Linked DNA regions of Mus musculus: region 2 is linked to region 1. A link is a contact called in public Hi-C data. All regions are on one chromosome and are shown on one strand. The core of a region is the stretch at or near the end of the contact, and the rest is flanking DNA. Distances in the headings are between cores, read along the strand shown. Region 1 overlaps Vps13b (vacuolar protein sorting 13B). Region 2 overlaps Vps13b (vacuolar protein sorting 13B).

The links. Hi-C and Micro-C count contacts between places; a contact is called where the count stands out from the background.
Region 2: a Hi-C map of uterus shows a contact between it and region 1. The contact joins two enhancer-like sites. A contact is called at or near these places in 1 of 15 datasets of contacts at CTCF or cohesin (the NIH/3T3 cell line), 8 of 484 Hi-C or Micro-C datasets (cortical neurons, forebrain and uterus) and 2 of 9 other capture datasets (adipose tissue and pancreatic islet).

The regions. Positions count from the first base shown.
Region 1 is chr15:35,769,841-35,775,974 of GRCm38.p6, forward strand. Vps13b (vacuolar protein sorting 13B) reads left to right here. Exons shown (of 62, transcript NM_177151.4): 36 at 616-1,023. Among named protein-coding and RNA genes, the nearest start is that of Mir875, 110 kb to the left of the region's middle. Within about 2 kb of position 3,806, at least 15 of the 459 cell types and tissues checked have an H3K27ac peak or open chromatin away from gene starts, as enhancers often do. A contact at or near this core is called in uterus, where this site is marked.
Region 2 is chr15:35,860,016-35,866,495 of GRCm38.p6, forward strand. The region is part of intron 43 of Vps13b (vacuolar protein sorting 13B); the gene reads left to right. Among named protein-coding and RNA genes, the nearest start is that of Gm41292, 24 kb to the right of the region's middle. Within about 2 kb of position 2,251, at least 22 of the 459 cell types and tissues checked have an H3K27ac peak or open chromatin away from gene starts, as enhancers often do. A contact at or near this core is called in uterus, where this site is marked.

The DNA.
Region 1 (6,134 bases), core at 2,556-5,055:
TGGAGCAGTCAGATGGTGGATGGGGGGGGCAGGGAATGGAATATGGAGTATAAAAAAATGAATTACAAATAAAATTAAGTTAAAAAAATTTAAAAGGAAAAAAGCAGTTTTCTATTAAAAAATTAGAAAAAACAACAAAAAAATTTCTATTCCATTTATTTTAATAATATACTTGAGTGTTCATCAGTCACAGAATCTTCTGCTTATAGCTGCTCATAAAGGAGAAATGAGCACTTCTGCATAAAAGGCAAGAAAAGGGTCAGGAAGCCAGTGTGGTGGGCAGACCCGTGATGCTTGGGATGAGCACTTTGTCTCATACTATTCTGATCCTATGATGGAATTCTGTTACCTTGGGAGACCAAATGGCAGTTTTGGGTAGGTGCCACACTGGAAAGCCTCCTCCAGCTTGCTGTAGAGCCTAAGGGCAGAGGTAGAAACCCCTGTGTGGGTGTGGGCCTTGTATGAGTGGCCAGCAGACCAGGTGGGTAGGCAGCGCAGAGGTATGTCCCTTCAGTCAGCTCTGAGAAGAGGGACAAGTGAAAGATCACAGAGCTTTGTACTTTGATTAGTATTTAACTGGGGAGCTCCAGTCACCCTGTTTCCTTTTTCTTGTAGCTGACATCTACTTGGATGTATCAAAGCCTTTGAAAGCAAACTTAAGTTTTACCAAACTCGATCAGATAAATCATTTTTTAAAGAAGATAAAAAAGGCACACAGCTCTGCACATAGCAAAGAGACCTCCACCCCGTCAGACTCTATACTGAATATGGATGAGCCTCCTGTCCCCAAATGTTACCGTGGAAAGTTGTCAAAGACCAAAGTTCACTGTGATGAAGCACAGAAGACATCATTTCAAGAAAACATTTGGAGAGCCATCTCCTGCTTTCAAAAAGTTTCTGTCCATACTACCCAAATCGTGGTCTCCATGGAAACTGTCCCGCACCCTCATAAGCCATGTGTGTTAGCATCACTGTCAAACCTCAATGGAAGCCTTACTGTCAAAGCAGCACAAAAAGTACCTGGTAAGTTACAGAAAGGGGGTAGGGTGGAATGGAGGGAGGAGGAGAAAACACCCTTTGTTAGCATGTGAAAAATGCAGTGTTTTAAGGACTTAGAGTCATTAGAGATGGGAACAGTTCTAGCTTGTGAAATGATTTCAGAGATGCTGATTTGGTTTGGTTTGGTTTGGTTTGGTTTGGTTTGGTTTGGTTTGGTTTGGTTTGGTTTGGTTTGGGGCTATTGTCATTTTGTTTAAGGTTATTTGTCTGTTTAAACAAATCTGTGAGCCAGGGTATTTCCTAGCTCTAAGCTGCTTCCTATCCATGTCTTGAGGTACATTCCTGCAGCTGTCTTTGGAACTGTTGGTTCCTAAGTTCCTTTTAGCTGAAGTGGCTAGCACAACATCGAGTTGAGCTTTGGAAGCCTTAGAACAGTGTTTCCACGGTGCAGTCTGTGGAACAAGCACAGCAGATCACCTGACACCTTACTGGGAATGTGTGTACTAGACCCCCAACCCAGCTTATGAATCATACTCTCTGGGCACAGAACCCAATGATGTGAATTTGGTCAGCCTCGCAAGTGATTCTAATGTGTCACTGGGAACCATTTATTTTCAAAAGAAAAATTGCCATGGTGGCAGATATGCTCTACAAGGTGCCCAGCTGAAGCTCAAGCCTGGGAGAGTATCACTGAGGTGTTGTGTCAGGCAGGCCACACCTGGCCGGGGAAAGACTGAAACTGTAGAGGGGCATGGAGCTAACTGGCCATGACATCTCCATTTTTCTCCTTTGCCACTATGACTAAGTAGTAGCTTTTCCACACTGAATCAGAGAAGGTGGGCACAAAGTGTGAGAGGAGAAAAGTCAACACAGGCAGGAAATAACCATTTCAGTCACAGAATCTGCTACTGGGAAAGCTGAGAGGCAAGTGCAGAAGTGTCACTCTGGAACAGAAGTCTCAAGAGGAAACCATATATTTTCCCACAATCCTGTGGGAGTATGTCCTTTTCCATGGCCCTGTATGGAGGAGGGTTGTGGACTGATTTTTGTCAGTCCCTAAGCTGTGTACTAAAAAGTAATTGTCAGCTGGAGACTAATTGTAATTTAGTTCTAGAGAGCCAGTTTGAGCACAGTGGTTTGGTTTTAATTTTAATAGTTGTGTAATAATAATATTAGGCCAAAACATAGTTAATGTCCTTCCTCTCTGAAATATACGTAATCAAGCCAGCTAAAAGATCTTTTTTTTCTTCCTTTGTTGTTTTTAAAGTCAGAAATGAAAAATGAAGGGTCTAGGAGACATGAAAGATTCTCAAACACTGGACACTAGAGTGTCAGGTCCTCCGAGCCCAACCTCACACCTTTCTAAATGCTGTCCCTTAATGGTGGCAGGGAAAAATTATGTCCCAAACAGAGGAAGAGCTTTAGACCCCCATGCAGGCCAGCTCTGCTCACATCGCATTATCTCTAGATTCATTTTTAAAGATATTTAACCTTCATAATTGTTTTCATTATGATACAATTGAACATTTTTTATTTAGCCAGTCAAATGGTCTATTTTTTGTAATTTTCCCTTTTATATTAGAAAAACTGTATAACCCTCTTCTTGTATAATTATGTTCTTTTATCTTGTTAAGCACAAAAATAGATACATTCGCCTTGACTAAAAGATACTTGGTATAATTCTGCTGGTCAGTGTCCAGCAAACATCTTAAAATAGTTTTTTAGAGTCACATTAAATCAAAATTGAAGTTAGTCACTTAATTTAAAAAGATGTATTATAATGAAACTATAACAAAATCTGTTGTGTGTAAATGAGATAGGGTTGGGACAGATTCTAGTTGTGGCTAAAGGCTAGCATCTAGGGAAACTAATTGAGAGATTACTGCATAGCTCTTTTTGGTTTTGTTTTTAGTTGGGGAAGATAGGATCTCTTTCTGGATCCCAGGCTAGCTGTAAACTTGGCCTTCACACCAGGATCAAGACATACTTAAATAAAAAATAGTTGCAACTGTATTTCAAAGAAAACAGTAATTTATCATTATGAATATTAATTTCATAATGCAGTTGAATATCTTCAAATTGCATGTTTTTTCAGTTAACTTGAAATACATTCGTTTGGTTTTGGCTTGTTTTGAGATAGGATATCACCATGTAGCTCTGGTTGTCCTGGAACTCACTACCTATGTAGACCATGCTTGCCCCAGATTTAAACATCTGCCTGCCTCTGCCTCCTCAGTGCCAGGATTCAAGATGTGCCACCACACCGGACAATTTGGTATTGTCTTGATAAGTGACAAAAATAAAAAGACACACACTACCAGCAGCCATATTTTTTTGTGTAGTTTTCAAGTGGTGGTGGTCTGTATTCAAACCAATTTTTATGATGTATCTTTGAGCTCAAAGGAATGACTGTCAGATTTTTATAGGTTGACTCTAATGCAGAAAAACTTCCCCAAGTCTTTGATTTTACAGTTTCTGTCACCATTGTGAGCATCTGCAGCAGCTGCACTTCTCAAATTATTTGCTGAACCAAATTGAGCACAGTGACAAAGTAGTCATCTCCGATGGGCTATTAAACAGAGAGGAGCGGTCTGCACACAGCAGAGCATCTGTTGTGCACATGGCGTCCTATAGAAGGACGCAAGATAAAATAATTGTCAAAATTTTTTCATTAAACCCTCAACAATTTGCACTTGTTTATCTGAATCTGCATAGCTCCCCAATGAGACAACACACTTGGGGTTTCTTTGCTTCTCCCTCACTTTTCTTTGATCCTTTTTGATGTGCTGACTTTAATAAACACAGTCAAAAACACTGTGCAAGAACATCATGGAAAAAACTACAAAGGAACGGCCCAGCAACAGAGCTCTGCTAATCCCTAACTTACGCAGGCTATTTTTAGAGAAATATTTTTTTAACACTCTTTATGTGACAATGTTATATAAACAGGGAAAAGCAGTCCTTCCCAGATGAATTTTAATTTAAGAGCTGAAATAGATTTGTAATTCTAGAGGAATCCTATGTGCTAAGTAATTCTTAGAGAAACACCATTGGGAATGTGCTGTAGGCATGTTCCCTCACTTGTCAAGAAGACCAAGAAAAAAATGAGTTTGCCTAATGATTTTTTTTTATCATCTAAGCTATTAGAAACCTATGGAAAGTATGTGGGGAAAGGGAATATAAAAGCATGAAACAAGAAAGCTAATGTTTGCTGGGCAGTGGTGGCGCACACCTTTAATCCCAGCACTTGGAAGGCAGAGGCGGGCTGATTTCTGAGTTCGAGGCCAGCCTGGTCTACAGAGTGAGTTCCAGGACAGCCAGGGCTACACAGAGAAACCCTGTCTCGGAAAAACCAAAAAAAAAAAAAGAAAGAAAAAAAAGAAAGCTAATGTTTTTCCTCAAACGTTGATACATTTGTGCAACCTAGAGAGCTTTAATATTCACTTACTCGTTTTAAAAATAATATAGTAGAAATTATTAACTGAGCTTGTTAAAAGAATTCCCATTTTCATTTTGCAGAATACAATATAATACTTCTAAACTATGACTATTTCAAGGGACTTTCTATTCCTCCACTCTGCAGATGCTTGTGCAGCCATGAATCTTACAACTAACTCCTCTCTCCTAGAACACTTATGTTCTCCCATGTGTCTTAATAAAATCGCGATTGCCGTCTGATTGTAGATGTGATGCTTGTAATATAACAGGAAATCTTATGAGGGCTCTGCCAGTAACAAGAATCTAAGTTAGAGCCAGGCAGTGGTGGTTCATGCCTTTAATCCCAGCACTTGAGAGGCAGAGGCAGGCAGATTTCTGAGTTCAAGGACAGCCAGGGCTACACAGAGAAACCCTGTCTCGGGGAAAAAAAGAGAATCTAAGATAGAAATTGTATCATATATTCTGAAATATTTTAAAGTCAATAGTATTTCTTTGGTATCTATTAAATCTGTCTCATAGTATAGTATGTTCTTTAAACAGTTGCCACACAAACACACTGCCGCCAACATGGGCACACAGTGCCGATCCCTTTTGCTGTTTGAAGCATGTCATTTTGGAGACACGCAAAGTATGTAGTTATAAATTCTGAACTGACAGCGAGTCTCTTTCCACAGGAGGGTGGGGACTGAGCTTACACTTTAGCTACCCTGTCAGGGTAATTTATGGCTCTATTAAGATGGCACGCCTTAGATTTCTGCAAACAAGAGGACACAGTTTAGAGCTGTGAAATCATTGGACTTGAGCTTGCCTTGCTCCTTCTCGGAGCCAATTAACATGGCAACCTTTAAATAGACTAAGAAAAAGAGGAACACAGCTGGAACACAAAGGAAACACAAAGGAAAATAACCTGGGTGAAGCTGTTAGAAGTGGGAAACCATTGACAAGACTGAGGACTTTTCTCCCAAGCAGTGACTTGAGCTCATTGTCAAAGGAACAGTGGCTTTAATCACTTTCCCTGATCTTTCTGTAGTTAACTTGGTATATAAACTAAGAGAGAGAAAGGAAGTAAAGCCATTCTTTTCCATGAAATTACCAGTAAAACATTTATTATAACAGAAGCTAGCACTCCCTTCATGCTCTGCAAGTGAAACCAGGTCATTGGTGCAGAGTGGAGCTCCCACACTTCTGCTGTGCTGCAGTACCCTGAGAGAAGACTGTCTGCTTTGGATGCTTCAGAGATGCATGTTAGCCTGGTGGGAAGTAAAGCATGAAATTAGGTCTGACTACCTCAAATCCTGTGTTGCAGCAGTGAGCTGTTTACAGCACCCCAAAGACTCTTGCTGTTCTCAGAAAGAAATGCATCTCTTTCCAGTGTCTGAACAATGAGAAATGAATTTCTTGACAGTTAAAGTCAGGGCAGATTTAACTTTTAAGGATCCACTGATGATGGAAGCATAAATATAGCTAGTTGACAGTTATACAAACCACCAACGATCCTTAATGAATACTGGGTGTGGGCATCAAGGCCCTGTCAATTTTGACATTTTGACCAAGTAGCTTAAACCCAACACTCAAGAAAAAGTTGAATGCTCGCTGGTCTATAACATCTGGGATTTTATTTGTCATTTTGGAGTAACTGGCAAGTGCAAAAGAAAGAGTAAAGGGGGATTATCTTGACAATGAAATGAGTTACTCAA
Region 2 (6,480 bases), core at 1,001-3,500, 89 kb after region 1:
CTTGCCGGCCTAGGCTGGATGTTGGCCGGATATCTTGATTCTCTGGCATGTGACCTGTCAAGCAAGCTGGCTCAGAATTCTTCACATGGCAAAATTGTTCTGAGAGAACTAGAGACTGTGTGGTCTCTTGAAACTCAGGCAAGAACTCTTAGAATCCTTCTGACACATTGGGGAGAGCATGTTACAAAATTAAGCTGGAAAAGAGCCTACACACAAGATTTATGGCCAGGAACAACTTAAAGGGGCCTCCTCTGAAGTCAGAGGCAGGTAAATTGGAGTGAAAGGTGGACAGGAAAGGAGGCCATAATGGTGCTAGTTATGCTTTGTGATAGGCCTTCAGTAGATGCTCACTGAATAGAGAACGCTGCGGGTTCCCATAACCCCTCTAATAGTACTCAAGATCAAAAGCTTAAAGTCATAGTTTACAATCCTATACTATAAACCCTACTTTTATATCATCCTGGATGGCTTTCTATATACTATACATATTTTTTAATCTGGTATGTACACACACACACACACACACACACACACACACACACACACACACACGCACGCACATCATCAGTGCAGTCAGACTCAGACCAGGCACATGCTTCAAGTGGAGCCAGTCTCCAGGCCTAAGTGCAGGTACAGCTTCTCACACTCTTATTTAATCTATATTTAATCTGTAAAGATTCTTATTATTTTTCATAAACTGAAGCTGGATAGAATACTTACTAAATATTGTATACTTATACTAAATACACATTAAATGTAGCACGTGCTGTCTTTCTTTCTAATCATGGAAATCATGTCCCAGAAGTCTACAGTGTCACCCTCATTGTCATTCAGAGACAGCTGTCTGCAACCAGCAAGTCCACTTGGGAAGGAAAGATTTTTATGCCTTGCTCCACAGTAACAGTAACAAGATTCTTTTTATTGTTAAAATCAACAGGTAAACACTTCTTGGGACCATTTGGCAAGAATTTTAATCCAAAATATTCTGTCAACATTGATTCTATTTAAGAACCAGGAACTACTGTCCAATTGCTGTCAAATGCTTCCTTATTTCATTTTTCATGCAACCAGAGGAGCTGAAGGAGCTAAAGCCTCGGTCTCTTGGCTTTTCCTTTTCTCAAGTATCTTTCTTCCATCAGGAAAGTCACATTACTCTGTGGGACTTTCCAGTGCCTTCCAAAGTTACCCATAGGACTGAGACCAGAGTGTGTTCTAACACTAAATATCTAGCCAAGATGGAGTTCCCTCACCTCCTTAAACTGCACACAGGCGTTTGAGTCTGAGCTTCTTTCCCTGTGTGAGTCTCTTCCTAAGAATCTCGTGCATTTTCGCCTTTCCTGTCTTTACAGGAGAGGGCCATGGGAGGGTTGTGGTAGGGCACTTCCTCCTCTCCCAGGGCCCATTTCTGGAGTTTTCTACAAAACTGGGGATTATTTAAGCTGTGAGGTTCAGAGAGGAATGGCTGCTGAGACTGCCCATCCCTTGGCAGTAAATTCTAGATATTGAAATGTAGCTTTGAAGACTACATACTTGAGATTCCCTAAGATTTTTACAAGGCATTGAGTACCTTTCCACAAGCCAGTATTCTGCAAATGTGAGTGTCCTCAGCTCACTGGTGTCTAAACATAAAGGTTCTTTACAGGGCTCATTGTAAATGTGAATTTTATTGCAGTGTGTTTGGAGAAAGGCTGTGCAGCTGGGCTATTGAAGCATAGTACTTTTCCATTTTTAATGTATGGTAAATGCTGATTAGGAATGTCATAAAGACCTCAGCATACATACCATGATTGCCTTTAATCATCACCCATTTCCATGAACCTGTGTGACAAACACATTAACCAAGAAAGTGGCATACTATTACACTGTGGTACTTCTGATCATCTCTGTGCTTTTAATTATTCCCAGGATATTGAAGAACTTATTATTTAAAGGTTAGAATAATGCCCAAGATATGGACAAACCCAGTGAGTGTCAGACACTAGGAATGTTGGATGACTTCAGAGTTATGAAATTATTTCATTTCTCATGATAATTCTCGGCTTGCCAAGTTAGTGAATTTTGAAGACCGCTGAGAGCAGATTTTCAGATAAATGTGAACTAACCCATTCTTGTGGAGTCAGGGGCTTCCCTACAGCATCAGTTCATGTTTGGCTTGCCTGGCTCACATTTGGGGATAGAATGAGTTAGGACAAGGTCTTAGCACATTCCCTCTCTGGGAAAGAAAAACCAACTGCACAACTTGGCGAGGCTCTGAGAATCTGCAGTTGCCATGGATACTTTAACCTTTATAAAAATGTTTTCTCCGTATGGCAACACAACTTACTTCAATGAAAATAAATAAGAATTTTTTTTATTTCTTTTCTGTCCATCTGTTGCCTTCTTTTTTCCTCTAATTAAAAGTTAGAGATAACAAGTTAAGTTGCCCAAATCATTATAATGACTAAAAATAAATTAAAATCTCATAAAACCTCTCAATCTTTTTTTAGGACATGTGTTGGCATGTCTCCTAAATTAAATTTTGCTGATGTCTCCTACATTTGAGAGTAACATAAAGAAAAGAGTGTTTTAGTTCTAAGTTTGGATAGGTTTTTTCATCATTTATACTTGTGTATAGTTACAGTAGATATATAAACAAACAGAAGCTGACAGTTCTGATTCACAAGCGCAAGAGTGTTTACCCAGTGCATCTGAATGACTATCAGAGAAGCTTGAGTTTATCTTCTTGGCTTCTGTTTCTGAGCGCTCCTGAATTATCCTTTATCATGTGCATCCTACGTACTCGGAAGCCTTCCTCTAAAGAACTGTATCCAGCCAAGCTCTGAGAACCATCGACTGCCAAGAGTATCTGTCCAAAGAGAATCTGTGTATGTCACACAACACCAGAGTGTGTGAATAGAACTCCATTAAGAGCAAAAAGAACCGTCCTCATCTGCATACACATATACACATGTCATATATAACTTAACTAATAGAGAAAGCCCACACCCTGCTTTCATAAAAACCCTGTATATCCTCGCATATATATAAGCTGTGTGTATTTCTATCTGATTTCATGATCAAAGTACTTGAAATGCCAATAATGATAATTATAATAAATGAACAAACTTGCTTATTGAACCTTTTTGTTAAAAAAAAAAATCTCTGAGTCTGTCTCCCCTGATCTCCAGCATTTAGAATTGACTGATCATCTTTGAAGCAGAGACTACCTGTGAGATAGCCCCTTGTTAAAAGGAAAGCAAAGAACATCTGTGAGATAGCCCCTTGTTAAACAGGAAGTGCCGTTGCTGTCCCCGTTGCTTCCTGTAACATTCCAAAGACTCATCCTGCAAAATAAAAGTCCTGGAACAGATTTCACACACCAATATGTTAAAATAGTGATTATTCCAGAGTGCTTGGTAGAAAAATGTGATATTGGATATTGTAACTTACCTGTGGGAATTCAAATGGCCATTATAAACCTAAGATGAAATGGCACAGTATACTGAACTATTTTGAGGATTTTTGGTAAAATATGTGGGCAACATTGTGTCCTTCCTCCAAGCACGCTCATTGTTTCCACTATTCTGTCTTCCATGCTTCAGTCACTTGTGTTTGTTGATGGATGGTTTTCAGGGGAAGTGGCATTGACTGACCTAGGCTTGGCTGCTCTGACTCTTCCTTTCTTTACCAGGTCTTCTTGCTAACCCTTAAGCATCCACATCCCCAGGTGTCTATGCGCATACCTCTTGACTGCCCAAAAGCAGGATTTGCCTTTTTTTTTTTTAGAAATGGAGTTACAGTTTATTACATGGTACCATCACACTCTACAGTTTTTTAATTTTATTTTATTTTATTTGTAATTCATTTTGTACACTCCATATTCCATTCCCTGCCCCTCCCCATCCATCCTCCAACTGTTCCACACCCCACACCTCCTCCCCACCCCATTTATACGTGGATGACCCCTCCCCACCCCACCTGACCTCCCTGGGGCCTCCAGTCTCTTGAGGGTTAGGTGCTTCATCTCTGAATGAACACAGACCTGGAAGTCCTCTACTGTATGTGTGTTAGGGGCCTGAGATCAGCTGGTGTATGCTGTCTGTTTGGTGGTCAGTGTTTGAGAGAACTCGGGGGTCCAGATTAACCAAGACTGCTGGTCCTCCTACAGAATCGCCCTTCTCCTCAGCTTCTTTCAGCCTTTCCCAACTCAACAACAGGGGTCAGCTACTTCTGTCCATTGGTTGGGTGCAAATAACTGCATCTGACTCTTTCAGCTGCTTGTTGGGGCTGAAAGAGAAGTACATCTCAGTAAATCATTGGACACATTTATATAATATCTCTTGCCTATATTTTTATATGACATTAAGATTCTTATATGAATTCTTCTGTAGAGCTGGCAAATCAATAAGTATCTGAACCTGAGAATTTCATACAAGGAATACCCTCTAGCTAAAATTTCCATCCCAACCAACACCTTGTGAGATGTCAGATTTCTCCCTTTTATAGGTTGGTTTATACTAATTGCACAACATTTGTAACCTTTGTTGAATTCAGACAATCCTAAGGGAAAACTTACAAGTACTGCACACTGAAAAATGAAGTACTCAGCAGCCCATGAAGTATTGCAGTTGTCACCCTTAGCAGCCCATGCACCATGGCGGTGGTCACTCTTAGTTGCTTTAGAAAGACCTTCATAAGTTAGCCCTCTTCCTCTTTTCTTGTTCCTACACAAAAGAGTCCAAGTTCTGCACTAAAAAAACAATTCAATTTTATTCCTACCTAATCGTTCTTTTTTATGAGAAATTGTATTCTGCAAATGTGAAAGGCTCTATAGGGTCCAAAAAATGTCAGTGTTTAGTCTTGGTGCTATCAAGCCATTATACAGAATTATTTCTGCTTGACTTTTATCATAATGTTAGCTAGTGAACATCTTTCAATTGAGTTTCTGTGAAAACTCACAATGCATGACATATTTCCTCTCATTGTTCTGCTAATTTCCCACATTACACCTACACATAAGCCCACTGCAGATGAGTAATGAACTTTTATTTTCCAGGTAGTATTTTTGTATAAGTCAAATTTTCTTAAAAATCTTAGTTTTCATTTGTGCTTACCTGTCTTATCACTCTTTGTTTACTTGACCCTTTTTCATATTTTTATTAAATTTTCATACAATATATTTTGATCATAGTTTTTTCCTCCATAGCTCTTACCCTATTTGATGTTTTACTATCAGTATCTCAGTGTCTGATTAGACACTGAGGACATTGATTTGTAGTTTAATATCATTATCCATGAAAGAACATTCAAAAGAGAAAATAATTTAATATTGTGACTTAGTTTAATTCTTATTTTATGTATAAATGTTCCTACTAAAATTTGTGAGAATTTGATTTTGGTTAGTCTCATTAACCTCAATTTGTTTATTCAATAAATGTATTAAATGCCCACTGTAGAGTAAAATGTTACATTAATGAGTTTAAAAGTTTAATAAATGATATATGTTTTAATATATGTAAAAGTTATAGGCTTAAGACATATCAATATATATCCACTTGCTTATTGACCTTGAATTACATCTTAATGTTTTACCCTCCTTAAAAATTTCTATAATGAGTGCAATGACTTGGGAAAAATCTTTGTAGTTGTTTGAATTTTTAGTTTCTCGTTAGAGCATTGTGCACAACTGTAGGGTAAGTTATAAACACAGGAGCAACCCTCACTCACTTACTTTTAACGTTGTGTGTCACTGAGTAACAAATGTGTCCATTCACAGAGAAGTCTCTGGCACTTTTAGTGTGTGGGTTTAATGTAACAGACAGCGTCCACTCACTCACTCAGCCTTTCTCCTTTCCTAGTGGACTCTCCTCTCCTGGATTACATCTTAGTTTTCTTTCTTCCTGAATATATCAATTCAGGAATTCAACATATCAATTTAGACATGTCTGTGGGTGGTCCTCAGGGCTGCACTCTAACTCCCTGACCACTAATTCTGTTTTATTTTGTACAGAAAAAAAAAAATGACTTGAAAGCTGTATATACTCCCATCTGAAGTCTTCAGTAGTAAAATTACACATTTGGCTTGGCTGGCAGCACAGCCCCAGGGGCTGCTGAATAAAGAACACATAGTCCCTCAGGATGCTCCAACAACTGTGGCCACTGTCCCTTGCTTTACAGCTGCCTTAAGTGGTCATTTAAAAGTACCAAGAGTGACTTCTGGTTACATTTTCTACTCAGTAGAAAAATATTAAGCACTACCTAAATAGCCCAGAAAACAATGAAAAGTCTACACAGAGACAACCTGTCTCGAAAGAAACAAAATTAAAAAGAATGAAAAGTCTGGATTGATGGGAAGGTGGTAGATAGAGGAAGTAAGTCAGTAACGTTAACTCTTCAAAGAAAGGAAATAAAAGGACCCCCCCCCTCCCTGCCACCGCCACCGCCCCCAGAGGTGCCTTGGGCTCCAGGCAGAAGGGATGAGGCCCCTGCCCTCCTCACCCA